4 separate regions of the Mus musculus genome follow, and all the other regions are linked to region 1. A link is a contact called in public Hi-C, HiCAR-type and promoter capture Hi-C data. All regions are on one chromosome and are shown on one strand. The core of a region is the stretch at or near the end of the contact, and the rest is flanking DNA. Distances in the headings are between cores, read along the strand shown.

The links. Promoter capture Hi-C pulls out the DNA fragments that hold promoters and counts their contacts. A called contact is a pair of places that touch in the nucleus more often than the background predicts. HiCAR-type assays count read pairs that join an accessible place to other places.
Region 2: a HiCAR-type map of astrocytes shows a contact between it and region 1, with 5 times the contacts expected there. The contact joins the enhancer-like site here to the promoter of Pdk4 in region 1. A contact is called at or near these places in 5 of 39 promoter capture datasets (hippocampal neurons, liver, pre-B cells and 1 more) and 2 of 115 datasets of contacts at active chromatin or transcription factors (astrocytes and embryonic stem cells).
Region 3: a contact with region 1 is called in a promoter capture Hi-C map of liver, with 2.7 times the contacts expected there. The contact joins the promoter of Sem1 here to the promoter of Pdk4 in region 1. A contact is called at or near these places in 1 of 39 promoter capture datasets (liver) and 2 of 115 datasets of contacts at active chromatin or transcription factors (embryonic stem cells and microglia).
Region 4: a contact with region 1 is called in a Hi-C map of uterus, with 4 times the contacts expected there. The contact joins the enhancer-like site here to the promoter of Pdk4 in region 1. A contact is called at or near these places in 3 of 39 promoter capture datasets (the 3T3-L1 cell line, hippocampal neurons and stem cell-derived epiblast-like cells), 1 of 484 Hi-C or Micro-C datasets (uterus), 1 of 115 datasets of contacts at active chromatin or transcription factors (astrocytes) and 1 of 9 other capture datasets (embryonic stem cells).

What each region holds. Positions count from the first base shown.
Region 1 is chr6:5,494,758-5,497,927 of GRCm38.p6, forward strand. Pdk4 (pyruvate dehydrogenase kinase, isoenzyme 4) reads right to left here and starts at 1,521. Exons shown (of 11, transcript NM_013743.2): 1 at 1,276-1,521; 2 at 133-274. The coding sequence starts at 1,405.
Region 2 is chr6:3,538,097-3,541,266 of GRCm38.p6, forward strand. All of the region lies in intron 12 of Vps50 (VPS50 EARP/GARPII complex subunit), which reads left to right. Among named protein-coding and RNA genes, the nearest start is that of Gm52885, 31 kb to the right of the region's middle. Within about 2 kb of position 1,560, at least 8 of the 459 cell types and tissues checked have an H3K27ac peak or open chromatin away from gene starts, as enhancers often do. A contact at or near this core is called in astrocytes, where this site is marked.
Region 3 is chr6:6,577,169-6,580,338 of GRCm38.p6, forward strand. Sem1 (SEM1, 26S proteasome complex subunit) reads right to left here and starts at 1,490. Exons shown (of 3, transcript NM_009169.2): 1 at 1,311-1,490. The coding sequence starts at 1,386.
Region 4 is chr6:4,415,894-4,419,063 of GRCm38.p6, forward strand. All of the region lies in intron 3 of Gm46948 (a long non-coding RNA gene), which reads right to left. Among named protein-coding and RNA genes, the nearest start is that of Gm33788, 7.3 kb to the right of the region's middle. Within about 2 kb of position 1,453, at least 131 of the 459 cell types and tissues checked have an H3K27ac peak or open chromatin away from gene starts, as enhancers often do. A contact at or near this core is called in hippocampal neurons and uterus, where this site is marked.

The DNA.
Region 1 (3,170 bases), core at 271-2,770:
AAACTTACTTACAACTTTCAAAACTATTTTCTCTTAAGACCGCCTGTTATCCAAGCACGCTGTTAATATGGTCTAAGAAGTGGTGCTCAGGTAACTTTTAAAGCCAGAGACTTCAAAACCGTGTGTCCTCACCAGCTCTTCACCAGCTGCACCGAAGGAGTGTTCACTAAGCGGTCAGGCAGGATGTCAATCTCCTTCAGGATATTGGCCAGGCGGACGGGCAGCTCTTGCCGCAGAAAAGCAAAGGACGTTCTTTCACAGGCATTTTCTGAACCTGTAGTGGGTGAAGCGTGTTCAGTTTGGGGGAAAATTTGAGACTAAATAGCAAATACAAAGGATGTTGTAAAATAATATCTTAACTACAGTTAGCTTAGTGCTTATAGACACTTTAAAGCTAGATCTTTAGTGCCTTTTTCTTTCTGTCCAATTTCACCCCCTTTTCACTTTTTAAGAGTGACCAATATAGGTGAAATACTGTTTATTTTCTTTATGAAAAGAAAAAAATAAGCCCACGGTGGAGAAATCAGACCACTCTCCAGTTATTTCTATGCGTGAGTCCAGGGCCTGTACCACAAACTCAATAACACACCCTTAATGAGTATGAACCTGAAAGGGTCTGGGTAGAAGGAGACAGAGGCCTTTCCAGACTAGCAACAAACAATACCACATTGACATCTTGAAATGTTCCATATGCCACCGCGGAAGAAAAGGAGTAACTGTCTTTTTTTTTTTTTTTTTGTAGTAGTAGTAGTAATGTAAATACTTGTAAAACAATAAAGGAGAAATAGTAAAGATGCCTGCTAGGCATGCCAAGAGATCAGCGGGGTGTGTGTGGAGGCGGGGAGTATGAGTTTAAATCTGTATCTATCAATCTAAGGTAAGTTTGTGTTATTAGGAAATTGGGAAGAAAGGAGTTAGTTTAGCTTCTAGTCCATTATTAAAATGGTGGCTGAAAGGATATATATATATATATATATATATATATATATATATATATATATATATATATATACACACTCAAATGATCTAGACAGTGAGAAGAGAAAAGTAGATTCGAAGTTGAGCATCAGTATGGTTACAAGTGACTTAGCCTTTCTGGTACAAACTGTCAGAAAGTAACCAAACTAGGAAAACAGGTGCACAGCCTTTTGAGAATCCCGAGTTCTTCGGTCAAAGAGACCTCAGTCGTCCTAGCCCTGAACTCAGCCCTTCCCATCCTGGGGCCTCCCCAGCCTCAGCGCCACCCTCCTGGGCCCTGCGTCGCCCGCCTCTCACCAAAGTCCAGCAGCTGCTTCATGGACAGCGGGGACGGGCTGTAGCGGGAGAACAGCTCGACCTCCCTGGGGACCAGGCTGGCGCTGCTCAGCGAGCTGGCGCTGCGCATCACGAAGCGGGCTGCCTTCATCCTGACGCCCACCTAGGCTGGCGGTGGTTAGGATCCGTAGGGTTGGCGAGGGCTGCGGGTCAGGAGCGCGGTCGAGAGGGAGCAAGTGCGTTGTGGTCCCAGGGTCCCGGGTGCTCGAGCCTGGGTGAAGGGTTGACACTTGGGTCTTCCCACCACCCGATGTCTTGCCTTTTATCTACCTCCACGCCCTCTCCACAACTCCAGCCAGGAGGAGGCTCTGGGACTCTGAACTTGGGGCCACACCAATCAGCTCAGAGAAAGAACTTTGGGCTCCTCCCTTTGGCCGCGGTCACTAGAAAGGCCTGGCACAGTGATCCCGACACGGTTTCCATGGCCTGCAAGGGGCAAAGGGTGAGAGGGAGGAGGGTTGGGGTGGGATAGGGGGAGCAGCCACAGCAGGCATCCGGGATGACGTGGGCCCCCTTGGGATAGATCCCAGGTCGCTAGGACTTCAGGCCCGCCCAGACTTGTCCTTGTTTACAACTCCAGAGCCATCTCAATGTCACGCATTCCTAGCCAGAAACTGTTTCCAAGAATCTCACCGCGGAGCGTGCATTGGTGTTCGCTCAGAGCGGGACTTTTACAGTAGCCAATCATCTGCTTACTAAAGTATGGGCTTCTTTGCCATTGGACCTCGAAAGCAAGGACCACCCTACAGTTTTATCCACTTTCTTCTTAGCGAACAGCTCAAGTTTAGAAACTGCCTAAATAGGCTTATTATTAATGTGGTGGAAAATCCCAGTTCACTTCTCTCCTGTAACACTTTCTACCTGTTAATTAAATGCAAACTAAAGAGCGATTTGCTGAGGGTTTGGCTGGCCCTGTAGTCCCCCTTCCCTGTCATTCCCCTCTTTCTCTAAGGCCTTCTAGTTTGCTCTTGACCGCCCTCCACTCCCCAGTCTGCTCCAAAAGCTCTTTCTTCATTGCGGCTGCCCTCCTTCCAAAAAGCAGCCTTTGTCACTAGCAGGCACCAGTAGCATATTTTAGTTATTTGGGCTCTTTCATTTCCCAGAGGCTCAGTGCATCCTACCCTACTTTGTTACTGCCCAATATTGACCTCCCTAATGACTGCTGTTGAAACATGCTAGCGGGTCATAACACTCTCATCCTAACCTCTCTCGTCCTCCCGTTCACTCTAAATGGACTGTAGAATGAAGCCAGTGTTTAGGGACGCTGTAACGACTTGGTTGCAAATGCAATGTAATGGGAACTACTAATAGTAATAAACTGCAAGGGCAGTTTGTTATCCAAGGCACCCTTAGCCTTCGACCCTTGCATATGAGGAGACTGGGGTGTTATGAAAGTCATAGATGACGGTGGGTGCACTCTTTGCATTTTCCCCCATGAGAGCTCACCCAGTCACAGGACTGATGTCTGATTTCTGCCTCTAGTTCAAACTCTGCCCCAGATTCCAGTGCTCTGCTGTTTAGTGGACTTGTGCAGGCACAGGTCTAGCATCAAAGTTCCTCCTCTTAAACCTACCACCAATACTGGGGGTCTGCCTAATGTTGTGTCCACTTGTGTGACTTGCTTAGAAATAACACGTTGGCTTTCTGTCCATCCCACCACCTCTGTCTAGTGGTCACATATAAGTTCTAGCATTTATGCCTGCCATTGTGTCCAAGCATTTTGCTCAGACCTATGGGGGAAAAAATCCAATGGAGACCTTCAACAGTCACGGTTTTCTGGTAATGAGCATCTGGTGCAGGTTCTTAAAGACACCGAGAAATAACCCAGAGGTGGATGACCAGACATCAGCAACTGA
Region 2 (3,170 bases), core at 310-2,809, 2.0 Mb before region 1:
GACAGCCTGTGTGGTGTGCACCACAGCCTCCAGCTGCTATCGTCTTTTCTTTAAGTGCCTTCATAGTGCCACCTCTGCACAGCTGCTCCTCCCACACTTCACTGGTGGTCAGCACAGGTGGGGCTGGGGTGAGCAGTGAAGTGCTTGAGAATATATGCCCGGCCTGCTGTGCACATGCTGTGCTCTTGGTGACTAAGATTTAGGGGGCAGGGAAAAATGACTTCAATTCAGTTTGTTGATTAGTTTATGAGAATAATACCACTTAGTGCCTTTGTTCTATAAATGATGGTGGTTACCTCCTCCTCTGATGTTGACTAAGGAAGCTGATGAGAGAGAACATAAGCATATCTCTCTCATGGGAACAAGTAAGTGGCTCTCATTGGCATCACTCAGGAAAGCTGATGATTCATGGAGGAAGCCGGTCACTGGACATGAAGTTCTTAACTTTATGTGGTGGTGGTGGGAGTCATTTCTGCCTCATATTTAAAAGTAGATGGTGATGGTAAGCAGATGTAGACATGTGGTCTCAGGAAGCAGGGGACACTGGAGACCATCATGCTGACCAGTGTTCTGGAAACAATACCTTGTGTTTCATGTCTTCTGCTGTTTTTTTTTTCTTTCTTTCTTTTTTCCTTTCTTTTTTTTTCTTTCTTTTTTTTTAAATTGGGTATTTATTTCATTTACATTTCCAGTGCTATCCCAAAAGTCCCCCACACGCTCCTCCACCCACTCCCCTACCCACCCACTCCCACTTCTTGGCCCTGGCGTTCCCCTGTACTGAGGCATATAAAGTTTGCACGACCAATGGGCCTCTCTTTCCAATGAAGGCCAGCTAGGCCATCTTCTGATACATGTGCAGCTAGAGACACGAGCTCCGGAGGGGTATTGGTTAGTTCATATTGTTGTTCCACCTATAGGATTGCAGATCTCTTCAGCTCCTTGGGTACTTTCTCTAGCTCCTCCATTGGGGGCCCTGTGATCCATCCAATAGCTGACTGTGAGCATCCACTTCTGTGTTTGCTAGGCCCCGGCATAGTTTCACAAGAAACAGCTACATCTGGGTCCATTCAGCAAAATCTTGCTAGTGTATGCAACGGTGTCAGCGTTTGGAAGCTGATTATGGGATGGATCCCCGGATATGGCAGTCTCTAGATGGTCCATCCTTTCGTCTCAGCTAATTCAACAGTGTTCTTATATTTAAATAATTTAAACATTTAAATAATTATGGTCATTTCAGATACCATAACACATTGTATCATTTGTAACTTTGAAATACATATTATAATGATGTACACGTTGCCTGTTTTATAATGCTAGTATGTGACTGTTTGATTAAGGATACTTATTAGCAGTTAGAAACACCTAACACTGGTACTCAAGAGACAATTTCTGTGCCACAGTTGTTATTTATACAGTACACTTTTTGTTTATATTCCTGGTTAGCCCGAATGATCAAGTGCCTGATAATTGAGAATGGCCGTTTTCTCCACAAGCTGTTTGTGTTTTTTAGTCAGGAGTCTAGTCAGGTGCTAGTAATATTTGTCATGCTTTGTTGGTATGCAGGAGTCATGGCCAAGGAAGTGACAGGTTTGGGCTCCAAGCCCAGCCCTCTCCCATCCAGTTCTGTTCTTTTTCTGCTGTTGCTGAGGTGTTTTGGTGCTTAGGAAGTACATAAGATGTTAACATTGCATACAGCATGGCACATGCAGAAATTACTAGAGATTTACAGCTGAGAGACTGTCTCATAAGCACTTTTCCATGTTTTGACCAGGGACTGGCATGCAGCAGTTTCCCAGAGGTGTTAATGACGCTCTGTGTGTGTGCAGTCACTGTGGAATTTGGATCTCTGTAAAATACCAGAGCCTCTGTTGTCTACATGTTTATTAGTATGTGAGTAGAGTGCTAAATCTAAATATGAATCAACAAAAATGCACTAGAACCGTCTAGAGATTTCTGTTTGAACTTTCTGATTTTTTGATACACTTAGTAGTGTTTTCTTATGAGTTCAGTTATATAATAAAGGACAGTCAGCCTATACTCATCACTTTTCACTGAAGCAACTTTGAAAAGATATTCTTCGACTATATACTTCAAGCTCGCAATTTAGGGTATTTACACTATACATTGAAAATCAACCAAACTCAGTTTATACTGGCTGGTTTTGGGGGTCAACTTGACACAGGCTGGAGTTATCACAGAGAAAGGAGCTTCAGTTGGGGAAATGCCTCCATGATATTCAGCTGTAAGGCATTTTCTCAATTAGTGATCAAGGGGGGAGGGCCCCTTGTGGGTGAGACCATCTCTGGGCTTGTAGTCTTGGGTTCTATAAGAGAGCAGGCTGAGCAAGCCAGGGGAAGCAAGCCAGTAAAGAACATCCCTCCATGGCCTCTGCATCAGCTCCTGCTTCCTGACCTGCTTGAGTTCCAGTCCTGACTTCCTTGGTGATGAACAGCAGTATGGAAGTGTAAGCGGAATAAACCCTTTTCTCCCCAACTGCTTCTTGGTCATGATGTTTGTTCAGAAATAGAAACACTGACTAAGACAATAGTAGAGATGGAAGGTTGTAGGCTTTCTCTGAGCTGATTGTGGTGAGATGGGAAGTCGGATCCATGGAGGTTAAGCATCAATCAAGATTAGATTAGGGAGCCTTCATGTGTTCACATTGTGTTCACGTTTCTTCACTGTGAGAGTCAGGTTTGCAGATCCAGATCTTGCAGTGGGGTGCTTGTTGCTCTCTGTGCTCATCCAAGTTAGGAGAATTGAATACCTTTTCTATAGATTTGAGGTTTTTTTTCCCCCTGAACATTATTTTATTTAAACTCTTTCTTTTCTGTACTAAATATTGTTTCTCAGAGACTGCATTCTCTTTCCCTCACTTGCACCTGCACTGAAGTCCCTGGGCGATGAATACAGCTGTAAACATGGAGCGGTGTGCTGGAAGTTACACTTTTGCTTCCTCTCCTTAAAGACATGTCAAGAAGTGGTGTTAGGCTGTTAGTGTTTCCTGAATTGATTCATTCAGAGAATTGCAGTTTCCCACATGTGAACATAGAAGTGGAACTACGATGTCAGGGTGTGACCCGAGCTTCCTTGCTAGGTGTTTGGTAATTGATGACTGACTTTAAGAAGTGATGACTTAGGTCTGGGTACCTCTGTTGTTTTATGAAAGG
Region 3 (3,170 bases), core at 240-2,739, 1.1 Mb after region 1:
CTAACCTGCCCTCACTTAGCCAATTCTACCACAAAGCTCTGTTACAGGATTATTAATGAACCTGAAAACAAAACATCAGACTGAACAAATAAATTTATTACCAAAACAAAAGGTAAACTATCCCATCATATATTATAGACTCCTAACTCAGAGGAAATATATCTTCTGAATTGGTTTATGAGGTTGCATAATATACACACTAATGTTCTCTTTCACTAAAACTAAAACACTACATTATACTTAGACTAAACGTTCCTGTGATGTGATTTTATGCGCATTGAGATCATGGTGGGGTAACTAAGTACAATTTTTGTCAAGTGATAATTGCTTGATGCCACGTATGTGCACATGACTAACCACAATTCTCTTCCTATGGTCTTCATGGAGACACAGTCTAACTCACTTTTTAGAAACAAGGTAAAATATTTGGGAAATCTACTCAAAACAATTAGCCAATAAAGTAATCAATTTGAAAAACTAATATGGCAAAAAGAGGCCTAGCAAACAGAAGATAACTGCTGAAGTTAAGGACTTTGGTGTAAATTAAGGCGTCTCAGTTTCACCATTTCCGGACAGTGTTGACACTGGGCCTGTTTCTCCATTGTTCCAAACTTCTGTTTCCTTACGTGAATAATAGTAAGTACATTAATACCTACTTCCTATATTTGTGGAAATGGATTGTGCCAATAGAAGCGAAGCACTCACGTTCCCAAGATCATAGCAGGCTCTTCCAACATTAGCTATGTTATTACCTACAATGAGAAAACTAAAGCATCCCTAGCATTGAAGTTAGTTTCGAAGGCAGATGGTTAAGACTTTTATAAAGCTTGGGTTAATTCACGTGACCGTAAATGGAGAGAAGCAGAAATTGAGGCAAAATCTGTAATGAATACAACACACACGAACGACTCTATCATCCCACTTCTCGGGGCTCATTCGCGCTATCCGAGAGGTACACAGCACTGGCTGCCCTGGGCAACAGTGGGACTCTGAAGTTTACTACCAAGGGGAGGCTTGGAAACCGAAGCAAAACAAGAGACTGTGCAGATGCGGAGAGTCCCGGGTTGAAGTTAAAGGGCCACAAGCTCGCAGCACCGTGGGCCCAGCTTCACCTGGTTCCTCCCAGCGACGAGGCGCAAAACACTGGGCCGCGCCATGAAGCGACGGCTACCGGGACGCGGAGGCCGAGGCCGGGGCCCCCGGAGGCCGCGCCCGGATCCGCGCTGCTGGGCCCAGCTCATTCCCGCAGAGAGCAGGCCCGGCGCCGCCCCACCGGAGGCCCCAGGCCCAGCGCGCGGCCTGGCGGTTACCTTCCGCGGGAAACTCCTCGAACTCGTCGTCCTCTTCCAAGAGACCCAAGTCGACCGGCTGCTTCTTTTCGGACATCGCGCCGCGCCAAGACCCAAGCTGCTCGGACCGGCCGCAAAGTCGGAAGCCTCAGTACTCCGGAGGCGCCGATCCTGACAACGCCGGCGCAACCATAGAGACGAGAGGGAAAGAGCTGCGGGGCAGCGCGAGGAATGCTGGGACAGCGAAGGTCCTCCCAGAGCGTCCTGCGGTTGTAGTAGGTCCTCCCGTCTTGAAACAGTGAACTGTTTTGTTTTATAGTGTGTTCGTTCGTTTTATTATTCATATAGTTGCCTACGTGTGAAAGATTTACAGTGTATTAAATTACTAAAGGCCATTATTTAGCTTACAATCACTAACAGAAATCTGGAAAGATAAAGTAACATAAGTTAAGAGCTTATTACATTATTCCACTACTCAAACCTAGCCTTGAGCATGCTGTTAAATATCTCCACATCACAGGGAACCCGGGACCAAAGGCAGCCAGAGGCACTCATATGCTAGACAATTCTGACTGTCCTCCAACCTTTCCTTTGTGCTGTGCTCCTTGACCTTACAATTGTGTTCCGTAGGGTTTCTGTTCTAACTAGTTGACAGGTTGATGTAAAAAATAAACAAGTAAAAAAAAAAAAAAATGATGTAACGTTGTACTGTTGTTCAAAAGATATGATTTGGTTTTGCTTTCTTTGTTTTAATTGTGACCCATGGAAAAGAACAAGACAATGAAAGATAGGAGAAAAGTTAGTGTCTAACCACACAGTAACACGTATTTGCCAGGCTAATAAATCTGTGTTCTATTGCATCTAAAGGGCTCTTATATGAGGTACTTAATTTCTCTTTAGTATAATTTATTTATTTTCAGCACCACACTTAAGGCTATACATATAACACACATAGTTACAGGTGCAAGAATAACTCTATTTGATATATAAAAATTGAAGAAGGTCTATAAGCCCTACTACTGAGGAAGTTGGGGCAGAAGGCATCCTTGGATACAATGAGTGTAAAATCAGGCTGGACAACTTAGTGAAACTGTGTCCCTAAATTAAAAGTAAACAGAGGGCTAGAAATATATCCCCAATGGCTCACTACCCCGTGCCAGAGAATTTTTAAAAAAACATGGGAAAAATGTTTGAACAATTTATGGATATAAATATGAATATTGTATGTTTTTTTAAAAAGATATATCAGAAAGTAGAAAGTGGAACATATTTTGTAAAAAATACTTTATTTTATACAAACACTCTTTCCTAATTCCATTTCCATTGCTATGATAAAATACCCCGGCAAAAAAGCAGCTCAGGGGAGAAAAGCTCATTTGGCTTATAATTCTAAGTTGTACTCCATCACTGCAGGAATGTCAAGGAAGAAACTTGAAGCCGCTCTCACATCCACAGTCAAGAGCAGAGAATAAATGTGTGCTTGCTATTTGGGTGCATCGCTGTCTCTAAGCTTACACAGTCCAGGATCCCTTGCCTAGGGAATGGCTAGCCCATAGTGGGCAGGCCTTTCCATTCCAATTAATGTAATCAAGACAGTGAGTGATAGATATGACCATAGAATAACCCAATAGTGGTTACCTCTCATTGAGACATTCTTCCCAGATGATTTCATGTGCCAAATTAACAATTAAAACTAATCATTACACTATGATTAGTTTCCTGGTCAAATATTTATTCTTTCTAGATCTTTAAGATTAACTCACCCTGAAGTAAAACCGGAATGTCTTAAGAAATAGGGACTCTTCCCTAGTCAAGTGCACTCTGGATACTTGAAGCTAGCTCTACTGGGATTTTATTCCTATTATGGCAACAAGACAACAT
Region 4 (3,170 bases), core at 203-2,702, 1.1 Mb before region 1:
ATGATCTCAATGTGTTTTGCTACAACCCCAAACAGCCTTTGAAAAGTGACTGTGTGGTTTCAAGTCAATGAATTTCAATGTCAACCTCACTGCCAACAACATGATGACCAGGGTGGGGTGCCTTTTTTCTAAAGGATTTGTAAGCCAGTGTCTAGTGAAATAACACTGTGCTGGGCTCTCGGGTGGGTTTGAGGCTATCGAGACTCTCTGTAGGTAATTAGTCCCCTTTAAATGTAAATATGAAATTTTGTTAATAGGCTTTCAGAACTGAAAGAGATTTTCTAATAAAATCATCACTAATAACCTGACTCCCTCTAACAAACCTTACTTCTACCCCCACAAAGGATCAGGGTTCCCCTTGTGACACCAACCCCTTTCTGCTGGAATCCAGAGCTACTGCAGTCTTGATTCAAACCACCCAGTTTTATTTCATGTTCCTTTAATGGAGAGCTGGCCTTTCTGCCGTGGGCCTCCTTTTACTGCACATGCAGAATAAGGGACACTGGAATAAGGCAGGAAATCTGAGCCTTGAAGCAGTAGCATAAACAAACAAACAAACAACAACAACAACACACACACATACATACATACATACACACACAGACTAGCTGCCCATTGCACATGCCATAATAGATCTCCTCAGAAACTGGACCAAACTGGTATTGACCAAGGATCAGTCAATGATGTCAAGCCATGAATTGCCTCTAATGAGGACTCTAACTCTAGCTTCAGACCACAGCTCAAATACCTCATCTTTCTTGATAACCAGCATTAATAATTAATACCATTTCCCCTGTGTCCCAGGCATTATATAAATCTATTTTGTCACTAAGAGTCTGTCTTCCCATGGGATGATGATGCATGTCCAGGGAAATGAATGTATCTTATCATTTTTCTATCTTTGGAACAGATTAGTAGTTTAACAAATGTCTGAGGGTAGAAAAAAAAAAGTCAAAGAAAAACAGGAAGAAGATAGCATACTCTTTTTATTGAACATCAGGGGGCATCAGAGAAAGAATGAAGAAGTATATGAAATCTTGCCTCCTCTTTTTATGACAGTGAAAGCCTATGAGCATAGCCAGACAGTCCTAACCAGTATTGTGAATTCGTTTCTAAAAGCAAGGCAAGCTTATATTGCTCTTGACCCTCTGGTAACTCTGGCCAATGTGATTTCAATCGTTTACTGTTTGTTCTGGGAAGTCTCAACAACGAACACCGTGTCCTTGCAAATGTAGCAAAGTGCCTGCATTTTCTTTGGTTAGGAGCCCTGTATAGTACCATGGCATTTTGTAGAAAATCATTTCAATAATGTGTTTTGAAGCAGATTGATTTTGCAGCCGCTCTCTGCACTCCTTTGCAGCTGTGTTCCTCCATCCAGTACTTTGTACTGTAGTCTTCACAAAGCAACACTAGAGGGACCAGCCTCATATTTTTCAGAGGCCTTTTGTGTCAACCAAGCCAAGTACAATTAAGGCTGTTCCCAGAAAGAGGAATGGATAACGTTGGCAACTGGGCTGTACCACCCAGAACCACAAAATGAAAAAGCTGCAAACGTAACCAACATGGTTTTCCTCGGCATTTATAACTCAGAAGACCTACGTGGCATTTTCTATGGCAAGGGGCAGTACTTTGGGAAATTATACTTAAAAAATTAGCCAGCAGTCTCTCGTGGACTCAAGAGAAAGTCTGCAACCTGGGTAGGGGGGTGGAGGGTGGGGGCGTGGATTGGAGCAGTAAATAAGCAGGCTTGTTGCTTAGTAATACTGTCAATTTTTCTCCCCCCTCCCCCCACCTCTCTCTCCTCTCTCTCCTCTCTCCTCTCTCTCTCTCTCTCTCTCCCTCCCTCCCTCCCTGTCTCCCTCCCCCCACTTCTCTCTCCTCTCTCTCTTCTCTCTCTCTCTCCCTCCCTCTCTCTCTCTCCCTCCCTCTCTCTCTTCTCTCTCTCTCACACACACTTCTAAGGGATAAAATCAATTAAATGTCAGATTTTTCCCAGCTGATAAGCACGTTCAGATTTCAGACTAACACCTCCCCCCCCCAAAAAAAAAATAAAAAAACAAACAAAAAAAAAAAACAAAAAAAAAACCAACCTATGTCTGTTGGTGAGAATAAGTGGGGAGACATACAAAGTCCTCCTTTTTAAGATAAGGTCATAAAGCAATCCCATAACCCTTCCTCTGGACATTTTGCTCTCCGTTTTTGCTTCACCTGTGGACCGGAGAACCCACATAGCTGGGCAAAACAGTGCTGTGCTGGTGCTTACAGACGGATGCAAGGGAAGTAGTCAGGCTAGTGACCCAAGTCTTTCAGAACTAATAAGGTGAGTGAATCAGATAAAATTAATGAAGGGGGGGGGGGAAAACCCTCTCTTGTCTGTAATGTCAGACAACACTGTAGCTTTAATTTGTCGATTTCACAAAGGCCTTCTGGGCTCCCGAGCTCACTCCGTTAGTGAGTTACCTCGCCTGCAGATTCTCTCATCCCTCTGGTCCCCGTGGTCTGTTCTAATTAATATAAAAACCATGCTGCTCTAATAATTTGACCATACCATTTCTCTCCTCAAATCCTCGTAGTAGCTTTTAATTGCACTAAAACCTGGAATTCAATTTAAAATCGATACCCAGGCGCTGAGGCTGTGCTTCGGATGATCTCGAGTCTCTGACCCCACCAGTGGCCTCTGAGCTCTGCAGAGCCAGGCCTGTCACTCTAAGCCGTCAATCTGCTTGACTCCAATAACATCTTGACACGGGCCCCTTCCATCCTTTAACTGTATCTTCCTCTTCTCCACTAAATAAACACCCATCCAGGGACAGTGACAGGGGCCAGCTTCGTTGGACATAGATTTGATGTGCAATAAATTTCATTTTGTTTCTTTTAAACGCCACCTTCTGCTGTTTTTCTTCTTCTTCTTCCCTTTCTTCTTAAGTCTACAGTTCCTAACACAACTCTGGGGGCTCCGCAAAAGTGGTCAGCCATTTCATCGGAGGAGATCTGACAAAGGCTTCGAATCTTTATTAAGTCAAGAATGACGTAGATAGAGAAATTTGAGGAAAATAAGCAGGCTCCCTTCAACCACTCCCACCCCCAACAAGCAGCTCCTAATGTGGTCCTCCACCCTTCAGTGAAATATGCAAAGCTAGCTCTAGCTTTTTTCTATGGTGGAACTTTCC